Linked DNA regions of Mus musculus: region 1 is linked to region 2. Evidence: chromatin contacts called from public Hi-C data. All regions are on one chromosome and are shown on one strand. The core of a region is the stretch at or near the end of the contact, and the rest is flanking DNA. Distances in the headings are between cores, read along the strand shown. Region 1 has its middle 22 kb from the start of T. Region 2 overlaps T2 (brachyury 2).

Evidence for each region. A called contact is a pair of places that touch in the nucleus more often than the background predicts.
Region 1: a Hi-C map of the N1E-115 cell line shows a contact between it and region 2, with 4 times the contacts expected there. The contact joins two enhancer-like sites. A contact is called at or near these places in 4 of 15 datasets of contacts at CTCF or cohesin (CD8 T cells, embryonic stem cells and pro-B cells), 32 of 484 Hi-C or Micro-C datasets (B cells, CD4 T cells, CD8 T cells and 25 more), 8 of 115 datasets of contacts at active chromatin or transcription factors (the 230-238 cell line, the HPC-7 cell line, astrocytes and 3 more) and 2 of 9 other capture datasets (liver and pancreatic islet).

The regions. Positions count from the first base shown.
Region 1 is chr17:8,453,746-8,458,670 of GRCm38.p6, forward strand. No RefSeq gene overlaps it. Among named protein-coding and RNA genes, the nearest start is that of T, 22 kb to the left of the region's middle. Within about 2 kb of position 1,551, at least 39 of the 459 cell types and tissues checked have an H3K27ac peak or open chromatin away from gene starts, as enhancers often do. A contact at or near this core is called in the N1E-115 cell line, where this site is marked.
Region 2 is chr17:8,376,192-8,381,786 of GRCm38.p6, forward strand. All of the region lies in intron 1 of T2 (brachyury 2), which reads left to right. Gm16702 (predicted gene, 16702) reads right to left here. Exons shown (of 3, transcript NR_045795.1): 3 at 2,854-4,542. Among named protein-coding and RNA genes, the nearest start is that of T2, 6.6 kb to the left of the region's middle. Within about 2 kb of position 1,325, at least 11 of the 459 cell types and tissues checked have an H3K27ac peak or open chromatin away from gene starts, as enhancers often do. A contact at or near this core is called in the N1E-115 cell line, where this site is marked.

The DNA of each region.
Region 1 (4,925 bases), core at 301-2,800, 78 kb after region 2:
AAAGCAACTTGGGGAGGAAAGCGGTTATTTGGTTTACATTTCCATCACTGGAGGAAGTCAGGACAGGAACTCAAACAGGGCAGGAACCTGGAGGCAGGAGCTGATGTGGAGGCCATGGAGAGATGCTGCTTACTGGCTTCCTCCTCATGGCTTGCTCAGCTTGCTTTCTTATAGAACCAGAACCACCAACCCAGGGATGGCACCACCCACAATAAGTTGGGCCCTCCCCATCAATCACTGATTAAGACAATGCCCTACAGGCTTGCCTACCACCCGATGCTATGGAGACATTTTTTATAACTGAGATTCCTTCCCTCCGCTCAAATGGCTTTAGCTTGTGTCCTGTTGACATAGAATGAGCCAGCACAGTGATGCCTGTATCAATACAGCTGTGAAAGTTTAAATGTAAAGGGTTTAGAGAGCGGTGGGTGAAGGCAGGCATAGAGCAGAGACCAGCAGGAGAGTGAGTGAGCTAGGATGCAAGGGGTAAGAGGACCAGCTTTGGGGGCTTCTCTGGGGGAGGTGGCAGTCAGGCCAAGCTTAAGCACCCAGGTACATGTCTGTTCCTATTTCCTGCAGAGATTGCTCTGCCCATCAAAGGATGGCACAGCCCCTCAGGTCTCTCTCAGGGAGGCTGGGAGGGAAAGGCTTCACTGTATGAAGAGCTGTGGATGCTTTACACACACATCTATGTGTACACAACACACATTTCACACATGCATGCACATACACAATCATATACTCACATAGACATATATTCACGTGAACATGCACACTTCATCCACATTAGTACATATATTCATGTTAACATACGCATTTATATAGGCACATATATATGCCCTTATGTGAACATGTACACTATTCATATTAATACATACACATGCATTTAAATATGCATTTACATACATTTAAATATTCACCCATATACAATATACATGCACATATGTGCATGCCCATAAATATATGCTATATACATACAATTGTATATCTAGAACTGTCTGAACTGCTGTGTGTGATTTTTGGGGCCCAGATGGAGCAGGCTACGAGGGAATGGTCATATGTGTGTATATGCACACATTCACGTGTGTAAACACACACACTTTTATGCACACACAGCATCCATTGGGCTTCTTTTATTTCAATAAATATAAATCTAGAAGTGCATATATAATCTACACACATGTATATGGATAGAATGTTCACACATATATATGTATACACATTTATATTTATATACATATACAATATACATTAGCATATAGGACACTTGTGGTCTTTAATGGCCATACTCAGATGCACAAAAATAATATACATCTTCACATACACACGTGATTTCTTCCTATCCCATTTTGCCAATGAGAAAAACATCTCAGAGAGGGACAGCTGCTCACTAACAATGCATAATCAATGTGAACTGAGAAGTGGGACGTGCAATCTATAACCCACATCTGAGTCCAGAGCCCTTCACTGTCATCACTCCCTGGGTGCAGCCTGGGCTGCCTCTGTCTGTCACAGACCTCCCAGCTCACAAAGGGCCCTTGTGGCAAGGCCTCCACTCTTCATCTCCTTCCTGTCTCCCTTTGGTCTCCTCAGCACGTCACCTGATATGTGTCACATACCCTCCTCCTCCCAGAAGTGACTAGGCTTCTCTATTTCAGGTCTGTGCTCGGCACGGCCGAGTGACAGTGTGTGGCTCTGTGTGGCCTTTGTCCTGCGCTGCTGTCCCTGCTGTAGATGCTCTCTCAGGAGCTTCTCAGACACAGCGTGTACTTGGCCTAAGTATAATTTTGCCATTGCATACTGTCCTTCAATCCTCTTAGAGTTAGGTGATTAGAATTGATGTTGGGAGGAGAGTGGCTTTGCCTAGCAATGAGGGAAGGTGCTAAGTCTCACACTGTGGTCACTGGTCATCTCTGGAAGCCCTTACTCAAGGAAGGAGACGGAATGTTGTCCACTTAAGCGGAAAATCCTTAGCGTGCATCAGTGAGGGGCGTTACTCTGTTGATGACTCATGTCTACTTGCTCCAGACACTCCCTCCCTTGCCTTGCAGGCTCCCTGCTGACTCTCAGAGACTCCCTGAGAGGTACCCTCAGTACTGTAGCCTATTGCGATGGCCCCAGTGGCTGGAGCCTTGGGCAGCAACACCCAGCTAGTATCCTCTCCTCTGGCTTTTGTGCAGCGACTGTGGTGGAGGGGTGTGGAAGGGTTCCTCCATGGCTTGTTCCCTGGACCGGGAAGGCTTTCTGTCAATCAGGAAACCTATGGAAGGAGAGAGAGGAGAAACACTGGAGGTCCCCAAATCTAAGGGACACCTTGTAGGAGTCAGCTCCTGCCAGGAATCTATTTGTGCTCTAAAGGATAATTATCCAAGTGAGATGCAGGGTGCGCAGTCTCTTCCTGATGCTGATGTCAGAGAGCCAATGAGATGCCCAGAAGGCAAGATTCCCAGTCCCAGGCCCATAGGAGACTGAGGCGGAGGGACCTGGATCTGTGTCCTGGCAAACCTTGCTCTAAGGCAGGGTCTTAGTCTGGTTCCCGCCATGACTTCTGGCCTCTAATGCTCGCTCACACTAGCACCGGGTCTGCCAAGAGGTGCAGGCAGGCAGAGGCACACTATGGTGTGCTGGAGAAGGAGAGAATGTCAGGGGACTCTATATAGGCAGCAAGTTCAAGGCTAATGGGCCCACCATCTAGGTTTTTATGTGGGTTTTGGGAATCTGAACGCAGGTTCTTATCCTTGGGTGGCAGGCACTTTGCCCACTGAACAATCTCCCCAGTGGAAATTTGGGGTGTGTTGGGAGGTTAGAGAATGGGAAGCCTTGTAGGCAGACTTCCATAGTATACTGAAAAGAGGAATTGGCATGAAAGCCCCCGGAAATGCGAAGAAAGGGATTAAGAGGGGTAAAGAGACAACCCGAGCTGATAGGCTGAGAGCTGAGGGGAAGGGGAGGGGCTTCATCAAGGTAAGGAGAGGGTGCTAATGTGAGCACTAGGAGCCAGAGATTATGGCAGGAGGCACAGTAAGACTGGCTTAGACCAAGGTTTGCCAGGACACAGCGGCAGGCTCCTCCTGCGAAGTCTCCTAAATGACTGTCGAGGTGAATCTTGCCTTCTGTGTTTCTCTTTGTGCGTCTGTGTCTGTCATTGGATCTTTGACACGAGTATCAGGGAGAAACCGTGCTCTCTGCATTCCACTTGGCTTATTATCCTTTGGGGCCCACGTAGGTTCCTGGCAGGAGCTGACTCCCTTAGGCTTCCCTTAGGCTTCCAAGAACACAGAAGTGGGCTGGTTATCTGCAGCCCTGCGTCCACTGCTGCTTCCTGGCTTTGACTCAGTACACATGAGCCTATGCTGACCAGATAAGGGAAATAAATGCTGGGGCTTTCTGTCTAGTTCACACAAAGACCTAAGCAAAAAAGAAGCTGTCTCCGCAGGGCAACTGTAGCTGTCTAGGGAAAATGATGTGTGGTTGCTAGGGACTAGCTACTGTTTCCAAGGAATCTATGAATCACCCGTGTTGAGAAAAAAACATCCACACTAGCACAGGCCAGAGTGAGGGTCTCCTTTTTGAATGGCAGATGGTGTCTTCATGAAAGAAGAGCAATCTAGTCGTGTGACAAATGGTCCTTGGGGGATCCACCTCTGTATCTCACCTGATTTCTTTTCCTTCTCGTGACAGAACAGCATAGCAGGCAGAGTGACACTGTGGTTCAGGAGCCTCTGAGAAACAAACTGACTCTGGAAACTCAGGGCAGATTTAGGGAGATGTACGCGAGCATACAGGCTTGGCGGGATCTTGGTGCTTCATTTTCCATATGTTTCCCTTTCAACAACTTATTATAAAATGAATCTAAGCAGCATTTTCAAAGAATTGTGTAATGAGCACTTGGTGAGGTGAATGTGAAGCAATGTAAGTCATTTCCACCATGACATACACAGACACAGACACAGACACACACAGACACCCCACAGACAACCCCACCACCACCACATAGAAACGGACAGACAGGGACACACAGACACCCACAGACACAGATAGGGACATATAGACACATATACAGACACACACACAGGCACACAAACACACACACACACACACACACACACACACACACACACACACACACATGAGCTCCTTTCTCCTCCCTACTTAGATGTGTTTGCCATTCAGAGATCCACATTTTTACCGCACATATCTCTCTATGCTACTTTGTATGTTTAGTTTTTGACAATTTTGCAAGAATAACAAAGAAACTGTCCCCAGCTTTGTCTCAGAGTAACAGGACAGGAAGCTCACAGGATAGCCCTATGGACTAAACTACAGACTATACTCAGATTCTGTGGCTTAGCCGCTTATATTATTAGATCAGAATGATCTATATTAACACAGACATTTGCCAATCCCCCCTTCCACCTCAAGGTGAGAGATTTATTTTCCAGAAATCAGTGACAATGAAAAAATTTAAACAACATAATTTTAAAAAATGCATCATGAAAGCTAAACTTCAATTCATGCTGTTAATATAATAAACACCCAGAGGAAATTATTTTTATCATATAATATATTTTGATTATATTTTTCCCCCTCCCCTGACTCCTTCCAGACCTCCCTACCCACCCAACTTCCCTGTTCTTTCTCTAGCTCCCTTTCAAAAAATAAAAAAGGGAAAACAGCAAAAAATAAGAAATGAAAACCAAAATAAACAAAAAGTTAGAATACATTAAGATGAAAACTACCCAAATAAAAAGCACACACAAAGAAACTGTGGAGTCTGTTTTGTTTCATTGCCCCTCCCTATGCCTGACCTGGCTAGGTCTTTTGTTGGTTTTGCCAGTGTTACATAGCTAGCTAGAGTAAAATCAGAAGAGCAACCTCGCTGAGAAAAGGTTTCCATCACAGTGCCTATAGACAAGCCTGGAGTG
Region 2 (5,595 bases), core at 75-2,574:
CTGGCAGGAGGGCAGGATTACCATTTGATTAGTATGCACATAAGATGTTGTCTGAGCCCAAATACACAAGTTGGGAAATCAAAGGGCTCCCTTTCACACCCCTTTCCAGCTCCATCCTGAACGTTTATTTTGTTTTGAAACAACTTCCTCAGTTTCCTTCCTAAAAAAGAAAGGGGGAATCTCCATTTTAAAGTGAAACCCCCACCCCAACCCCCCCCCCCCCAACACACACACACACAGTTGAGTGACACGGCAATCAGCCCTTTCTGGGTCCCTCTCCACAGCTGAAGGTGAGACTCTCATATACATCCCCAGGAAATCTAGGAGCTACAAAGGGCTTGTGTTTTGTCTGGAATCTATATCAACACTCAAGTACTCTGTGTGTGTGTGTGTGTGTGTGTGTGTGTGTGTGTGTGTGTGTGTGTGTGTGTGTGTGTGTGATAATTACTAAAACATTGCATACTTCCAATTACGTCTCCACAAATAAATGTACAATGACTTTACCAAAATATTTGTGGGTATTGAAGAGTGGGTTTCCTACTGGAAATTCCACCCATGGTTGTGTTTTAACTCTCTGCTACCCACAGAGAGTACAGACAGGAAAGGCAGGACTCGGGGCATGTGTTTTAAGAGCTTAATTACCCTCAGCAGACACACTGGACGGATTAATGGTTAATGCTTCCAAGACACCAAAATGATTTGTTTGAGTGACAGTTTGCTTCTGAGACAGATTTATTCGAGACTTAAAGTTATAACAACTTGTTAGTGATCTCATTTTTCCCTCTTGACCCAAACAATGAAAACTTTATAGTTTTCAAGCAAGCAAACAAACAAACCAAATACACTTCTGAAATCCCACAAACTTTAAAAATATTCCCTCTCCCTCCCCCCCCTCTTTTTTTTTTTGCTTTCCAACAAAGTGTCTAGGAAGTTGCCAGGGGCTGTGAGGTGGTGAAATCCCAGATCCCAGCCCAGATATTTTGAATGAAAAGCTTCATAAATGATTGCTTTTTGGAATAGTATTCAACAATTTTTGTTCATCTGTTGTTTTGCAAATTAGCAGTGGTGCTTTCATGGCATGTGTATATCTCAATCTGGGCTCTTCACATATCTCCTCCTTAATGGGTCTAATTAGCCCTGCTCTGTCTGTCTGTCTGTCTGTCTGTCTGTCTGTCTGTCTGTCTCTCTGTGTATATACACATGCACATCTGTCTGCCTGTCTGTCTGTCTGTCTGTCTGTCTTTGAGACAGAATCTGGCTATGCAGCCCCTGGCTGGCCTGCGACTGTTCCTTCTCCTTCTTCATTTTGCCGTGTAGGTTAACCACAGGCGTTAGTCACCTTCATTTGTTTGAAAAAATCTTCAGTCGAGTTTGAGCTCTATGTCAATGAAACCCTGGAGCCCAGATCTGAATTTCAGTATTTGAAAATGTAAGGTTCCTTGGCCTGTCAGCCATTGCTGAGATGCATCGTGTAAGGGGCAGGGTGCTGATGTACACAGGGAGATTGTGGACCGACTGTGGGGTGCATGGTCTCTGAGTCTCTCTTTCTCACTTCCCACTTTACCAATGAGACTCAAAGGTCACGTGTTCCTGGCTCTTCCCAGATACTTTGGAGTGATGGTGGTGGGCACCTCCTTCAAAGACATTCTTAAGCTTGACATTTGAGAGACAGGCGTCACAGTCATTTTGCAGGAGATGTAATTAAACTGGCCATCCCATGAGAAGCTGCAGGGTTTGAAGGCCCTTGTATCAGGCTGGAGGAAGGGAGATAAGGAGGATCAAGAGCTATATAAGGAAGTGAGAGGAACTCTTCCACTCTGATAGTTTTTCAATTGATTGGGATTTGGGGAGTAAAGACTTGGAGTAAAATCCCAGGGCCTGATGCCCTGTTCACATGCTCTGCTGAGTTCAGTCCTTGGCCCAGAACTAATTCTAATGAAGATTTATTTTTATGTGTGTGAGTGTTTTGCCACACACACACACAAAGCCACAAACTTGCATACCATGTACATACAGTGGTCATGGAGGCTAGGAGAGGTGTCAGCTCCCCAGAACCAACAGTTGTGAGCTGCCCTTTCGGTGTTGGGGACTAAACAGAGAGCAGACAATACTCTTAACTGTGGAAGTGTCTCTTCAGTCCCGAGAGCTAACTAACTCTGCAGAGCCCAGATGGTCCCCTGCCTCCAGTGTGTTACCATCTAACTGATAGGAACAGCACAAAATTGTGTTCATCTCGTAATTATACTAATGGCCGGAAAACCTCTTAGAACCTTAATAAACTTACTCTGTTTTCAATCAGCGGCAGTTTTTAAGTGCTTTATTTCCTTAGTAGTACATTGCATCGATGTCTCTCTCCAGACTTTTGACTTGAAGGCGCTATTCTGAGACTTATCAAGCAATGATGCCTTACGAGGAGATACCACAGGTTTGTGTGCCAAATCGCTCGGTTTAACTCCGATTTCTCTTTTCCACGGTTCGTTATTTTTCTCCATTCAGCCAAAAGGAAAGGCTCAGGAGATAAAAACAGGGAGACTGGCAGAGGAGAGAGGGCTGTGAGTGAGGAGAGAAAGCCAGGCTTGTCCTTATGACTGGGCTTGAGACCACTGCCACGGGGAAGCTTAGACGGGTGGCTGGAGGTCACCCAGGTGTCCTGGGGCCTCTGCACCCCACAGCACCCTCAGAGACAGCACTGGACTCCTGGAAGAGCAGTGAAGGGGTCTGAGCCGAGAGCAGCATACATTGCAAGCCTGGGATACACAGCGGTAGAGAAAGGAGTGGTGTGGAGGTCATGTGATCTCTCAGCTTTGCGGCTCACACATTGTATCCCAACCACCGAGGGGACAACCATGGTTTAGTGTATGTATTTATTCTGTGTTTATGCATGCGTATGTGTACATGCACGTGCACCACAGTACAAAGGTGGAGGAGCTCAGGGGACAACTTAGGGAGCTGGTTATCCCTTCCCACCATGTGCGTCCCAGGGATTAGACTCTGATAGTCAGCTTGGCAGCTAGTGCCTTTACTCACTAAGCAGTCTTGCAGGCTCCCCAAAGTACCAAAGCTGTTTTTAATCAGTTTTCAAGTGGGTATGTTTTTAAGTACCAAAAGCAAACTTTCTTTCTTTCTTTTTTTTAGGGGGGGAGGGTTTTTTGTTTTTTTTCTCGATACAGGGTTTCTCTGTATAGCCCTGGCTGTCCTCGAACTCAGAAATCCACCTGCCTCTGCCTCTGCCTCCCAAGTGCTGGGATTAAAGGCGTGCACCACCACGTCCTGGGTTTTTTGTTGTTGTTGTTGTTGTTGTTTTGAGCAGTCAGTGCTCTTATCTGCTGAGCCATCTCTCCAGCCCCCAAAAGCAAGTTTTCAGTTTGCTCCTTTAACTGTTGGAAGGAACCTCACTCACTTTTGTCTGTTGGGGAATAGGATTTTAGGCTTCCCCAAAGAATATTATAAAGATTTTGGCATATTCGATGAAAACATCTTTCCTATTTTAAAAAAGCCATTGAGGGGGCTGGCGAGATGGCTCAGTGGTTAAGAGCGCCGACTGCTCTTCTGAAGGTCCCGAGTTCAAATCCCAGCAACCACATGGTGGCTCACAACCATCCATAACGAAATCTGATGCCCTCTTCTGGAGTGTCTGAAGACAGCTACAGTGTATTTACATATAATAAATAAATAAATCTTTAAAAAAAAAAAAAATAAAAAATAAAAAAGCCATTGAAATGTAAGAATGTAAACAAACCAAAACAAAACCCAAAACGATTAAATGTAAATGGAGCTGAGCAGTGGTGGCTCACGCCTTTAGTCCTGTCACTGGGAGGCAGAGGTAGGCAGATCTCTGTGAGTTCCAGGCCAGCCAGCCTCATCTACACAGATAGTTCCAGGACAGCCAGGGCTACACAGAAAAACCCTATCTCCAAAAATAAACAAACAAAAATAAAACAGTAAATGCGAAAACATGCTAATTTCTTAAAGTTGAATTGATACTAGTTGTACTGGCTAGTTTTGTATCAACTTGACACAGGCTGGAGTTATCACAGAAAAAGGAGCTTCAGTTGATGAAATGCCTCCATGAGATCCAACTGTAAGGCATTTTCTCAATTAGTGATCAAGGGGGAAAGGCCCCTTGTGAGTGGGACCATGCCTGAGCTGGTAGTCTTGGGTTCTATAAGAGAGCAGGCTAAGCAAGCCAGGGGAAGCAAGCCAGTAATGAGCATCCCTCCATGGCCTCTGCATCAGCTCCTGCTTTCTGACCTGCTTGAGTTTCAGTCTTGGCTTCCTTGGTGATGAACAGCAGTGTGGAAGTGTAAGCTGAATAAACCCTTTCCTCCCCAACTTGCTTCTTGGTCATGATGTTTGTGCAGGAAGAGAAACCCTGACTAAGACACTAGTGTACAAACATTGTTGAGTAAATTCTCAAAGAATATTCTCCATTCACAAAAACAGCATCAGATACATTGTTATCGTAACAGTGACAGACTGCCTATAGCTGTATAGCCTGGGCTGCAGGGGGTGGGCTTCACTCTCCTCCTCTCATGGCAGCACCTGTAAGAGAACCCAGGGATAAGGAAGCAGAAACAACAGACTGCAACGCTTTGCAATCCTAGTATCTCTAATTGTCACCGCTCACAAAGCTGAAAACAGTTCCCACAGAAATAAAAACTAAACATGACAAGGACTAGAGAGACAGCTTAGAGGGTAAGTACACTTGTTCTTGCAAAGAACGTGGGTGTGATTCCCAGCATTTGTATGGTGGCTCACGATCATCTATAGCTGCAATTCCAGGAGATGCAACAGATGTATACATGGAACACATGCATATAGAAGTTAGGCCTAAGCTGGGTGGTGATGGCACACGCCTTTAATCCCAGCACTCAGGAGGCAGAGGCAGGCAGATTTCTGAGTTCGAGGCCAGCCTGGTCTACAGAGTGAGTTCCAGGACAGCCAGGGCTATACAGAGAAACCCTGTCTCGAAAAAAACAAAAAACAAAACAAAACAGAACAACAACAACAAAAAAAAGTTAGGCTTAGTTTTTCCTCCCAGCCCCATGCTCCCAGAGATAAGACTCAGACTCAATATACATTTACAAATATCTTGGCCAGATAGCTAGGCTCTGCTCTGACTAGATCATAACTAAAGATAACCCACTTATTTTTAACCTACATTCTACAACATGACTGGCTTTCGTACTCAGGCAACCCTATGTCCATCTTCTCACATCTTCCCAGGGTAATCTTCCTGCAACTGGCTCTATCCCAGAATTCCTTCTCTCTCCAGGATGTCCCACCTCTATTTCCTGCCTAAGCCATAGGCCATAGGCTTTTTAATTGATGGGTGATGCATCAACACACAATACACAAGATATTCTCTCTACAATTCCCCTTTTTAGTCCAATAAAAGGCTGCCTTTCTTTCAAATATATATTGAATACAACTATAATGATTATGAAACAATTATGAAATCTATAAGGCATAATATACATTTATAATGTCCAATCCATAGTATTTGGCAATTAAGGAAAAATTTCTATTATTTATCCTATCTGGGTTTACTTACAGTTCTGCATCTAAATCAATTTCTATCCTAATTTGTATTAT